Regions from separate parts of the Mus musculus genome. Here region 2 is linked to region 1. Evidence: chromatin contacts called from public HiChIP or PLAC-seq data. All regions are on one chromosome and are shown on one strand. Each heading gives the region's core, a stretch centred on a gene start, on an enhancer-like site or on the middle of the called end of the contact. The rest is flanking DNA. Distances are from core to core; before and after follow the strand shown. Region 1 overlaps Prkca (protein kinase C, alpha). Region 2 holds the start of Cep112 (centrosomal protein 112).

Region 1 (6,198 bases), core at 2,629-5,128:
AGAAGCCTACGTGATCAGAAAGCAGAATTCACAAGGAAAGGCTCTATGAGGCTATAACACATATTCAATTATGCACCCCGAGAAAAGAAGAATGATGCAAATTAAAATATCTGAAATATGGTTAGCCTACTGTATGTAAACACAGTTAACCTCAGAGTCAGAAGACCTGGTTTGAAGCCTGAGTTCCGCACTTCCGGCTTCCATCTTGTGCCTCTTGTTTCTTCCCTTGGGGCTGTGAATGGGGTGGCTGCTGCAGTTGATGTCACCCTCACCACCAGTGACAGCAGTAGCAGCTATAAATACTTGTGGTTATTGCTATTATTATCACTGTTATTAGTAGCCGGGGCTAACAAGACAGGCTCCATCTGCTCTTCCCCCATGGGAACCACAGTTTCCTGCAGAGGGTCCTGTGGGGGGTGCCTATGGATGCCTGGGACAGATTTAGGAAGAGACTGTGATGGCCCAACTCCTGTCAGACCTTTCAGCCTCCTGTGGACATTAGACTGCTCCCCACTTAGGGGAGGAGGCCTGGGGATGACTGCTGGAGACATGGAGGTGAAGAACTTGCCCTCAACCTGCAAACCCCTACAGCGTACCCAGTGAGCCTCAAGACTCTACTGGCAGTTCACCCCACAATTTCTACAGGGCAGATTTCAAGAATTCGCTCTCAGCAGGGCCCCTCTGCTTCTGAGATGCTTATGTAGCAATTTAATATGCAGCTAGGTATGGAGGACGTTGGCTTGCTCAAGATCAGAGGTGACAAAAGGCTGCAGTATCTCAACTTGTCCCACATCCATCCCTTTCCCTGTGTATGCGTGTCCATGTGTGTGCATACGTGTACAGTGTCTATACAGGAATGTTCACATGCATGTTGGGCAAGAAGTATCAAGTTTCTTCCTCAACTGCTTCTCACCTTACTTCTTGAGAAAATTACTCGCTGAACTGGGAGTTCCCATTTCAGCTAAACTGGCTGGACAGGGAGCCCCAGGGATCCACCTATCTCTGTTCTCTCCAGCTCTGGAGCACCCGACTTTTAGTGTTTGTGTATAACACACAGCTGGGCACCTGTGTGCCTGTGTGTCTGTTTGTCTGTCTGTGTCTGTCTCTGTGTATCTGGGTGTATATATGTGTGTCTGTATCTGTGTGTGTGTCTATCTGTCGGTATCTGTGTGTTTATGTCTGTGTCTGTATCTGTGTGTCTGTGTGTGTATATGTGTGTGTGTGTGTATCTGTAATCTGTCTCTGTGTGTTTGTGTCTGTCTCTGCCTGTCTCTCTGTGTACATCTCATATGTGTGTGTGTGTGTGTAGTTTTATATGTGTGCTGCTGGTGTTTGTGCCTGCACACATACATGGAGATTAGAAGGGGTTTCGAGTGTCCACCTCCATCACAACCAACCTATTCCTTTGAGACAGGGTCAGGTTTTCTGGGCTGTAGCTCCAGCTCCAGCCCTCCTCCAGTCTCTGCTCCACTCAGAGTTGGGCTTACACAAACACATGGGATGCCTGGCTTATGTGGATGCTGGCATCCAAGCCCCAGGTCTTAGATGGTGCAGAAAGTACTCTCTACCCCTGAGCTATCTCTCCTGCCCTGCACCCAACATCTGTCTGTGTGTCCTGGGAATCAAGCTCAGGTCCCCGTTTGTACATTGAATACTTTACCAACTGAGCCATTCAGTCCCTGCTTCCTCTTTTGAGGGCTATAGTTTGTAAGGTTTCTCAACCAAGGCAGGTCTTTGTTGTAGCCTACAGTAAAAGTTATTGAGTGCCATAACTATTATGATCTCCCAAGTGAGAATCGTTGAGGAGGAAACGGTTTGAAACAAACACTAAGCTTGTGGGTCTGCTGCTGCAGCAAGGTTAGTCATTAGCAGCGGTGTTAAGAGACAGAACTGTTCAACGCCAAGCCCAGCCTCTGCTTTTATCAGGTCTGGAGCTGAGATTTTAAAATTACATATGCACGGGACCTCTTAAAAATTAACATCCCTGGGAAGACTCGGTGCTGACAGCTTTTCTCTATGACCCAGATGCTACTTGCGTACTGTGTGGCGTGCCATGAATCATATAACCCAGTTCTGATGAAGTGTGTGTGTGTGTGTGTGTGTGTGTGTGTGTGTGTGTGTGTGAGAGAGAGACAGACAGACAGACAGACAGACAGACAGACAGACCCTCTCTCCTCCTTACTGCTGCAGTATAGTCTGGTCATTTTCCTGACCCTTGCTAAAGTGTTCTCCCCTTTCCTACTTCTGAAGCTCAATGTGTGTACTGAAATTGAACCCTGCATGCCTCCTCTGCATCGTTTTGATGCAACGGAACAGTGAGATTCCAGAGCCGACCCCTTGGGAAGCGTGTAACCAGGGTAAAGGACCAGGTTCATTGCTCACACTCACAGCTGTGAATCTCTCAGAGGTGCTAGGCCTTGGTTTTATATTCCTCAAGATGGGAGACTTGCTAATCCCTGGGTGGGCTCACGGATAAACAAGAGTGAACCTACAGCATCGGAAGAGCTCTCCAGTGAGAGGGAGGGGTGGCCATCTCCATCTTTATGTGTTAGTGTGCTGGTGGCCGGTCTATGCTCTGTTTGCAGTTATGAGCACGTGAGACTTCAAGGCCGCTTTGCTAGGTGGAATGGGTGCCAGTGTGAGAGAAGTCTGCCTTTAGTCAGGAAGCATTCCAATGAGCAAATTACCTGACAGCGTGGCATGCTTAATGGACTTCAGGGCATTTTCAGGGAAGGCCAGTGTGCCCTCCTGTGGAGACCAGGCTCTCTCCAGGGCCCACACCAAGGCCCTCATTGGCACACAATCATAGCAGCAGTTAAACCCTCTTATCATCTAGACTGTCATGAAAAGAACAGTACCCTCCCTTCTGACCGCTTCAGCATGTCTCTGTTCACAGGCAGACGCACTAGGATGGTGTCTCCGGAGCTGAGTATCTCCCGTCACTGCGTCACTGTGTCACTGTGTTTCTGCACCACATCTTCCATCTTCACACTTTCACTGGGTTTGGGTCTGTTTTATGACCCTCTGCTCTCATTTCCTGTTTGTTTTGTCTGTTCAGACTTCTTTCCCTCCTGGAAAGCGGCTACCTGGGCAGGCATATCTGTGATGTCAAACACATGCTTCAGGCGCGAAGTACCTTTCTGTTCCGACTGAGGGGGCCAAACGATGTAACAAGAAAAGCAAATGCTTCTTGGGGTTCTTTTCCGTGGTTTCATGGAACCGTTCGATCTTAACAAGAACTGTTAACTTTCAAATGAAGTTTTTTTGTTTTTCTTTTTGTTTGATTTTTTTGTTTGTTTGTTTTGTTTGTTTGTTTTTTAACATCAGAGAACTACACTGTGTGTGGATCATTCTTTATGTGAAAGCTGAGTTTCCTGGCCCTGGGTGGAACAGACCAGACCTGGCTCTAGGTGGCACCAATTAAGAAAGAGTGAAATGCAGAAAACAGGTTTTGAAAAGGCCACCACACTTGGAAACAGAAATACGCCATTTCTCCTGCAAGGGTGAGGGGTGGGGGGAGGGTGCTCAGGAACAGGGAAAATGGCATAATCAATTTAATCAGGTAAGGCTGCCATCTCTTGAGAAACCCAGCTTGTGCCCCTCTTTCAGTCAGGGCATCACTGAGCTCCAGTTTGTTGCCAGGAAGACGAAGTTCTTCCCTCCTGGGAATTCCAGGCCAGCAAACTTTTGGAAGTATCTGTGGCAGCTTGAATGCTGCTATTTAAGGCCTGATGAAGAGGCAGCTTGGAGAAAAACCTCAAAAATAAATACTCTGATTCATCATTGTTGTTCAAGCTTTCCAGCCATCAGAGCCAGCCCTGGGCTCCAGAGACAAAGGGTAACATTCACCAGGAGCTGTTCAGCCCAGTCAGGAGCCCTGGCAGCGGTGAGGAGGCGGACAGGGAGGCAGCTTTCTGCAAAACCCGGCTCGGGTTGGGCCGGTGTGGAAGGAAGGCTAGAACAAGACAGCCGTGCCGCTAGGGTTTTGCTCAGTGGAGGAGGAATGAATCAGCCAGAGATGGAGGTCCTCCCAGAATAGTGGACCATGTTATAATAGCCCCAGGCGGGCAGTGGATTGGGTAGCTGGCAGCAGTTAGTGGGGCTTCTTCAGTGTCAAGCAGCCAATGACAAAGTTCTCTGCTGTCTGCAGCTATGTAGTGCAAGGCTGGTGGCGCGGGAAAGTAGGAGTCTGGCATTTGCAGATGGCTGACACTGGGATGGAACAGGGGGTTAGACTGTGTGTGACCTTCTCAGCTGCTCTAGCTTCGGGTCCCTTACTCCTCTGCATCCTCATCTGCTGGAGAGACCCCAAACCTCCCGTGGTGTGGAGATTGACTATGATTTACATGCAGGTGTGTGGTGAAAGGTCATCAATGTCCTTCTGGTTGGACCTCTAGACTTGACACTTCTTGGGTGTAGTGCATTTCTCTGTCCCTCCCGAATCTCTTTTCCTGGTTAAGAAAAGGACAACCCATGTGTTGAGTGACCACATGGGCAAGGTGTGTACAGGTGTCTATGGGACTCCTACCAACATAAGAAGCAGATCTTCTTCTTCTTCTTCTTCTTCTTCTTCTTCTTCTTCTTCTTCTTCTTCTTCTTCTTCTTCTTCTTCTTCTTCTTCCTCTTCCTCTTCCTCTTCCTCTTCCTCTTCTTCTTCCTCCTCCTCTTCCTCCTTCTCCGCCTCCTCCTCCTTCTTCTTCTTTTTCTTCTTCTTTTGAAAATAATTAGAATTTTACTTGATTATTTATGAATTGCAACAGAAATTCCAATTCCTAAAACCATCTTGCTGATGTACTGCAGGTTTAGATGCATTTAAATACTTGTCACATTGGGAATACCAAAAGGGTCGATTGATATGATAGCTTTGGGTTGTAGAAACAACAACATAAGAAGCAGATGTTCTTACTTGTTCTCGATTGAGTTCACCGGTCATTGCAACGCTAGTTGCAGGGGATGGTGGGAGTTTATCAGAGACTGTGCAATGACTGTCATCTTTGCAGTGGCTCAAGTAAGGAAGTTTGATAAAGAATGGTGCAGAGAGTGGCTTTTAGAGCTAGGTTCTAATCTGCCGCATGCTGTTTTCCCACCGATGAGATAAGCAAAGTCGGCTGCAGATTGCAGTCATGGAGGTTCGTAGAGTATGCTCCTCCAGCTCCCCTCTGCAGGCTCATCTCCAGGCTTCTTAGACCGGCTACTATGCCAGGAGCTTCAGGGGGTGTGGCCCCTTGCTAATATTGTTTCCTCCAAGGCGTATATTGATTTTTGAAACAAAGAACAGTTGGCTGGGATCCAAAGCTAGTTTTTTTCCTTCTAGATCTGGATGTGGAAGAAAAATAAATACCTTCCATCTTCCAAACCAAGATAGCCCCAGAGAAGGCAGATGACTGTTACAGCCAAGAGAAGAAATTACACAGCCTGCTCAGAGCTGAGCTCCCAAGCCGCTTCTTACTGCTCTGGGGAAGTACACCAAGTCCATGTGGCCACCACTAGGAAAAGCCACCCAGGTTCTTCTAAAGTGACTGGGTGTACCAAGGAAAATTAAATAAAAACACTTCTCCTTAGTGTCACGGATACAGAACAGTGTCCTGGAAGTTGCGGAATGTCACAAGCTCTATAAAATGTACAGTGACATTGTTTAGAATATGAAGCCCTGCTTCTCAATTTTCACTTAACAACCAGAGTCCTGAGTGCAGATAAGACCCTAAAAACGCTCCTAGGCCCCCACAGCAAGCAGATTTTCAAAGATAGATTGACCACATTTGTTCTGTGTGCGGCTGATAATAAGCCACAGGGTGGAATCCCACAGCAGGGGCTGGTGACAGGCATTCACAGAGGCACTGAGCTCATGTTACAATTATTATGGTTCTATATAAAGCCACGGGGGGTGGGGGGAGTCATTTCATGCTCTTAAAACTTACTAGCTAACATTTAAGGAGTTTGTGCAGAGCAGGCTAAGCTCAAACATTTTCTCCTAAACTTAAAATTATTACAGATAGCCGTAAGGAAGTGTTCTGTGTAAGACAATGTTAAAAATAGGATTTTTTTTTTTTTTGGTTGCTTTTCTTAATGCCTAGGATTTTCATGATGTGGTTTGTAGTTCATTTCCCTCGGGTTATATTTAAATAGCATCATCCTGTGCAAGCTTAGGATGGGCTTCTGTGGGTGTGTGGTGGTACAGTGTGGCCTAAGGAGGTTCCC
Region 2 (6,129 bases), core at 3,031-5,530, 270 kb before region 1:
AACACATCAAGGTTTCCACTATCTAAACTCTCCATAAAACAACTAAGTTCAGGGACAAACACACAAAAGGCACAGCTTCTCTACTCTCTCTTACTCTATCAGATAAAACCCTGAACATCACTAACTTGTTCTACTACAATGACCCTATGACCTGCCTTCCAATGAGCCGTGTCACTACCTGAGAAAAAAGTGAAGCTTATCATAACTTTTCAAACTCTCTCTACTGCCTACTACAGGATACTTTGCAAACCCTGTGCTAGCCATGCAGGTGCCTTCCCATTTTAGCCTACTTCTTACCACAGCTACTCTGTCTGACTAAACAAACCCACCGTTGTCACTACAGTCTTCTAACCATTCTTCAAACACTCCAAGCCATTACCTGGTTCTGCTCCTGATGCAAGGGTCTTTACAGACCTGAGACAGATAAATGTAGCTCAGATGTCATTGCTGAATGTAGCTAGTCTACTTACCCTCAGCTAATTGTTGCTCTCTTCTTTCTGTAAAATGCTCACATCTGTGTCGCTACATTTACCATACATTTATCTGTCATTTACGTATTTTCTACATCTGGGGAGACTCTTGGAAAGTAGGGGTCATGACTCACATCTTAGAAGGAACTTCACATATTATCAAGTATGTTAGGGTCAAAGAATTGATTGCTGGATAAACAGATCAATGTTCAACTTTTGTATGACTTTTTGACAAATTGTTTGGGGGATCACACAAGTTTATGTGGGTATACACGTCCATGAGGAATTTTGCATGTGTCCCTTGATCTCAATCCACATTAGTTTTTGAGACAGGGCCTCTCAGTAAACCTGGAGCTCATGAATTCAGCTAAGCCATCTGGCCAATGAGAACTAGAAATCTACCTGTCCCTAGCGTTACAGATCTGCACTACCACATCTGCCTTTTCCTTGAGTGCTGGGGATCCAAGCCGATGTCCTCATGTTTAAACAGCAGGCACTTTGCAGATGGAGCCATCTCCCCAGCCCCCAAATGGTTGGTTTTTAATGCTTCCATTCCAAACACCAAACAGGTCTTACAGAACAGAAATATTACATGTTTCTAATTGCATTTGCCAAAAAATGGCCATCCTACTTTCTGTGGATCAGAGGAAGGAATATTTTTCAATTTTAAGACATGGTTAAACTAACTTTATTCAGGGTTGGGGAGGCAGCTCTGTGGCAGAGTATTTACCTAGCATATATGAGGCAATGGTCTCAATTCTCCGCACTACATAAATAACTAAATTAATTAATGAACTAATTTTTTAAACTAAATCAAGTAACTTGATTTAAATTAATTTTATGACTAGTTGATAGGTTTGAAGGCATTGTATTTGATTTGTCTCACTTTAAAATCCTATAACATATCTGGTTATGTACTTGGTAAAAGTACAGTATGATATTATACAAAGCACAGTACGCTAGCATACTGGGTATTAGATAATAAAGTTGACAACAACTACTCAAATGGATACATAAACCTATGGAAACTGCTAGATCCAAAGCTGTAAGCCCAGCTCTGCCCTTGATGCACCGCCAGCTTGCACACCATGCCCTGGTACTCAGATTCCTGCCTAAGCCTGTTGTTTGCTGTGGCCAAAGCAAAAAAAAAGATTCCTCATAATCACTAATTCTCAATAAATCCTTTGACCTTTGTGGAAATGTTAGTGTTTGATATTAGAGGAGACTAAAATTCAGCAGCTAAGTGACTCACCAAAATCATAATTACACAAATCCCAGATTAAAACTCTGAAATCCCTAGCTCTTACAGCCATTATATCTGACCATTTAGCCATTTGCATGTAAATCAGCAATATCTCCAACTTAAAAAAAAAAACAAGTAATTTGAGTAGCAGAAAGGCTGTCTGAGCTGCTGTCAGGACATGGAATAACCAAGTCAAGTACTCATTCTAAGAGCATCACAACGAACAAAAGCTGGGGAGACAGCTCAGACAGGAAGAACGGGCTTCTCTAGTAACCAGTAAGAAGCTGGGCCAAGGGGTGGCACGGCAATTCCAGCACCGGAAGGAAGGGCAGAGCCAGGTGGCTCCCTAGAGCTCACTAGCCAGCCAGCTAAGCTTAATCAGGGAGCCCAGGTCCAAGTGACAGACTCTCTTTAAAATAAGTTGGACAGTTCCTGAAAATATCTGAGGTCAAGTTTGACCCCTGGCCTCCAAATCTGTGTGCATGCCAAACCCACGTAAAAACAGAGCCGGAGTGATACATAGTGAAGCTAAAAGTCTGCTTTTCCTTGCCCCTATTCATTCGCCAACAACAAAAAATATATAAATTAACATCTCAATTTTTGAAGGAATTCCTGCTACACAAATTACATTGTGCACATAAATTATGTCTAGCTGTTGAAAAGGTTTTTATACTATTCCTCAGATCTTTGAATTTAAGGTATCAAGATAGAAAAATAAAAGCCTGGCACTGTGGTGTGTGCTGACTCTTGGGAGGCAGAAGCAGGTATGTCTGTGAGTTCATGGCCAGCCTGGTCTACATAATGTGAATTCCAGAACAGCCAGAGCTATGGAGAAAAACCATTTAAAAAAAAACTGTAAAATAAGTAAAGCTCTATTCTGGCTTAGGATTAAATTACTCATAGTATGCCTTTCACTGATACCGACTACAATGTGACTATTGCATATACAAAAGGAATAAAAAGGAATTCCTCAGAAGGAATAAAAGAAGTTGGGTGGCTCTCCTTTTAGTTATATTCTGTATTTATACTGCCTTTTATTTAACTCATTAGTCTCGCCTTTAAAAAAAATCCATTTCTTTGTGGACAGCTATGAAATATGAAATGGGCTAAGACCTTCTTAGGGTTCCTGGCTGCCACAGAAGTCAGCAAACCTCAAGCAAGCCAGCAATAGTAACATCCTTAAAAAGGAGAGACACACTTCATATGCAGAGCATGCCCCTCGCCAAGCGCAATCTATTCCTGAAAGTTGTGTAAATGCTTTTTGTTCCATCAGATTATATGTTGAGTATATTGTGAAGAATAACACAGAAGCCCTGAAACGCCAACAAATCAACAAGGGTTACCCGGGCACATTTGGGGGTTTTGGTTGTTTTGCCTTTTTTGAAGGAAGGGGGGACAGAAGCCTTCCCAGAAGACACTGGGCTGCCAGCTAAGCTTAATCAGGGAGCCCAGGTCCAAGTGAGAGACTCTCTTTAAAACAAGTTGGACAGTTCCTGAAAATATCTGAGGTCAAGACTATGAGTGTCATAACTGTATCCCGGCATGTCATCAAATGCACCTAACTTGACAGGAACAGTTCCCATTGTCCTTTACAGGCCTGAAGCTGGGGCTTAACAGTGTGCAGGACCTGACCCAAATCCAAGAGACAATCCTGGACCTGAATACTGCACAATTATCCTCCTCTCCGCTTTGCTGGGCATTGGAGAGGTGGTCGCTGTGTAATGAGGTTCACTGGCATTTTGATTGCCTTTTCTATCTTACTTTCATGTATCTTTAAATAGGAAATGCAAATCATAAAAATACCAGCATACTGATGGGGGGGGGGGTACTCAGGAGGCAGAGGCAGGTGGATCTCTGTGAATTCCACTCTGTCTCGAAGATGAAACAAAGGTCAGCGGTCCTATTTATTTGCTCTCTGGATCACTACACTCTATGTCCCCACAAAGGGCAAGGACTCCAGGCTGGGTCCCCAAAGGGCAGGGACTCCAGTCTGGGTCCTTGCAAGTTCACTGTTCATCAGGACTTTCTCGGAGTCGGCCTGCAGTCTGATTCTCCTCCTCTGACTGATCTGACAGCACCTAAGAACTGCAGCGGTCCGGTTCCTGGCGGTCACTTCCTCCGCCCGAGTGGGCACCGGGAGCGGCGCCTGTGTGGCCCACCCAGGCCCGGGCCGCTCTCCTACCTGCTCCAGGACACAGACCTCTTCTCACAACCGCAAGCCCCCTACCTCGGGGTTCTGGGTCCCGCCATGCCGCCTGCCCAAACTTTCCTGAGAACTTTTCCCTGGCCGTCGCTCGGCTGCTGACCCCGCCGGCGCGCGCGCCACACAGGCCGCAAGCGCGGGTCCCGGGCCTGCGGGCGACGCCCCTCCCCGGGCCAACCCGCACGCGCGGGGGCTCCATCCCGCGCAAAATTCCACTCAGAACCTGGGAGTAGGAGGCGGGTGGGGATTGTCGATGGGAGAAACAAGAGAGAGAGAACCTGGCGCCCCAACAAGCAAGCCGTCCACTCGGCCGCCGACGCCCAGCCGCCACAGCCAAACGGTTTCAAATCCTTGCGGGCCGTCCAGCAAACCGGGGGCGGGACTAGCAAACTCGCCTGTCCCGCCCCCTCGAGCTGCGGCTGGCATTCAACTCTGTTGCCATGGCGACGCTCCGGGTTAGGTCTGTCACTGCTCCTCAAGTCCGAGGGGGCGGGAATTTCCGCCCTTCGGGCAGTTCGCATGCTAAGGGCGGAGACTTCCCTCCTCACTGTTTCCCCACCCTCCGAGAAATGGCGCCAGCAAGCAGCTCCGTTGCTATGGTAACTGTCTAGTCTACTGCGCAGGCGCCGAGCTCGTGGTTTTAGCCCATCTCCCCAGAACGGTTAGTTTCCAGGCTTAATCTTCTGTGATCCCTGGACTATACAGTGGATGCTGCATCTTCCTGACTTCTTACTCAGTCGCTTGTGAGCACTTTAAAGATTGAGGAGAAAGAACAAGAAAAACTCAAAAGTGATGGAACTACTGGACAGTAATTGGCAGAAAAGCCTGTCGTTTGAACAGACATCACCGTTGAGTAAGTCCGAAGCATGAAAATTTACCCTTGTTAGTTCACACTCCAGAGGTGAATTATTCAAAACAACGAGCAGGATATTTACATTTGTTATTTAGAACCATCATAAGTCTGAAAACACTAACCCTGCAAGATCCTGAACTGAAATTTAAAAGCTTTCTGTTTAACACTCTGTACAGAATAGTACCATCAAGTAGGGGAGAAAATGTATTTTTGCGCTTCCCAGGAAGTCTGGTGGACCTCGGGCGGTCAACTTTGCTGTGTACTGGTGTTCTTTGATCTTTTACGTTTCTGGAAGCTCTGAACTGGATAATTTAAAATACCAACAGAAACAAAATTTAAATTGTAAAAAACACTCCCTTCAATGAAATGCAGTGTGCCGCTGCTTTTCACCTAAGTTCACAATAGAATCCCTCTGCAGAGTCTTTGCGATGCACTCAGTGTGGTGCCAAACCTCAATTGAAGCACAGCTTGAAGCATCTTTTCAAGTTTACATAAGGAAAGTAGAGGAGTCGCTTGTTTGCAATTAGCTGTTTTCAGCTTCCAGAAGAAGACTACGTTCTTTCAAGGTGCACTTTGGAATCCACCTCCCTGGAAGAGACAGCAATTGTTCATTATTTCAGAGGCAATTTGTACTACAGAAGAAAGAATGCTTTCAAGAATATTTGGTTTCCAAAAGCATTATTTGAGCACACTCGCAGCTGAGCGATTGTCCCACAATCCAGATCGTTGGTACTAAGAATCAGATTGTAAAACCCACGTATGCAGAAATGAGACGAGTCAGAGACCACTTGGAAGAGGTGCACTTACTGATCAAAGGATACAGACTTCCAAGTAGAAGAAAGAAATTCAAGAGGACTAAAGTCACCATTCAACGTGGTGACTATGGGCCATAACTATATTGTACATTTTGAAGGATGACTTTAAATCTATATTTATGGACAGAAAACTTAGCAGTGTACAATTAACCTAGTTCAGTGGCAAGTTCTTTTCCAGCTTGAAAATGGGAACCATAGGTCACCCAGTGGTGGCAGATCTCCTTGTACCTGGCTTTGTCATTGGTCCTGATAGCTTCTACCAGCTTATCTTTTGTCTCACGAGTTAATCTGGGTGCAGGCCACAGTGGTGCGTGCCTTGCTGTGGGCCAGCCACCCCAGCTTGGCCTTCTCTTTGATGCTGCTGCACGGAATCCCCACCTTGTGACACAGGGCAGGCAGGACAACCAACAGCTCAGTAGCATCTACATTGTGTGCAATCACCAAGAGTGGAGCTTTCTTATTCTCTACCTTTTTGGCTCCTGCTAGAAGAGCAGGTGGTCTCCTCTGCCAACAGCTTTCTTCGCAGCACTGGCCGCTGGCAGCCT

Evidence for each region. HiChIP or PLAC-seq counts read pairs in DNA pulled down with a chosen protein or histone mark.
Region 2: a FOXA1 HiChIP or PLAC-seq map of pancreatic cancer cells shows a contact between it and region 1. The contact joins the promoter of Cep112 here to the enhancer-like site in region 1. A contact is called at or near these places in 4 of 39 promoter capture datasets (hippocampal neurons, liver and pre-B cells), 1 of 484 Hi-C or Micro-C datasets (embryonic somatosensory cortex), 5 of 115 datasets of contacts at active chromatin or transcription factors (cardiomyocytes, embryonic stem cells, large pre-B cells and 2 more) and 2 of 9 other capture datasets (embryonic stem cells and liver).

The regions. Positions count from the first base shown.
Region 1 is chr11:108,148,276-108,154,473 of GRCm38.p6, reverse strand. The region is part of intron 3 of Prkca (protein kinase C, alpha); the gene reads left to right. Among named protein-coding and RNA genes, the nearest start is that of Gm11655, 22 kb to the left of the region's middle. Within about 2 kb of position 3,878, at least 122 of the 459 cell types and tissues checked have an H3K27ac peak or open chromatin away from gene starts, as enhancers often do. A contact at or near this core is called in hippocampal neurons, pancreatic cancer cells and stem cell-derived neural progenitor cells, where this site is marked.
Region 2 is chr11:108,423,417-108,429,545 of GRCm38.p6, reverse strand. It overlaps Cep112 (centrosomal protein 112), which reads right to left and starts at 4,280. Exons shown (of 27, transcript NM_001373899.1): 1 at 4,195-4,280.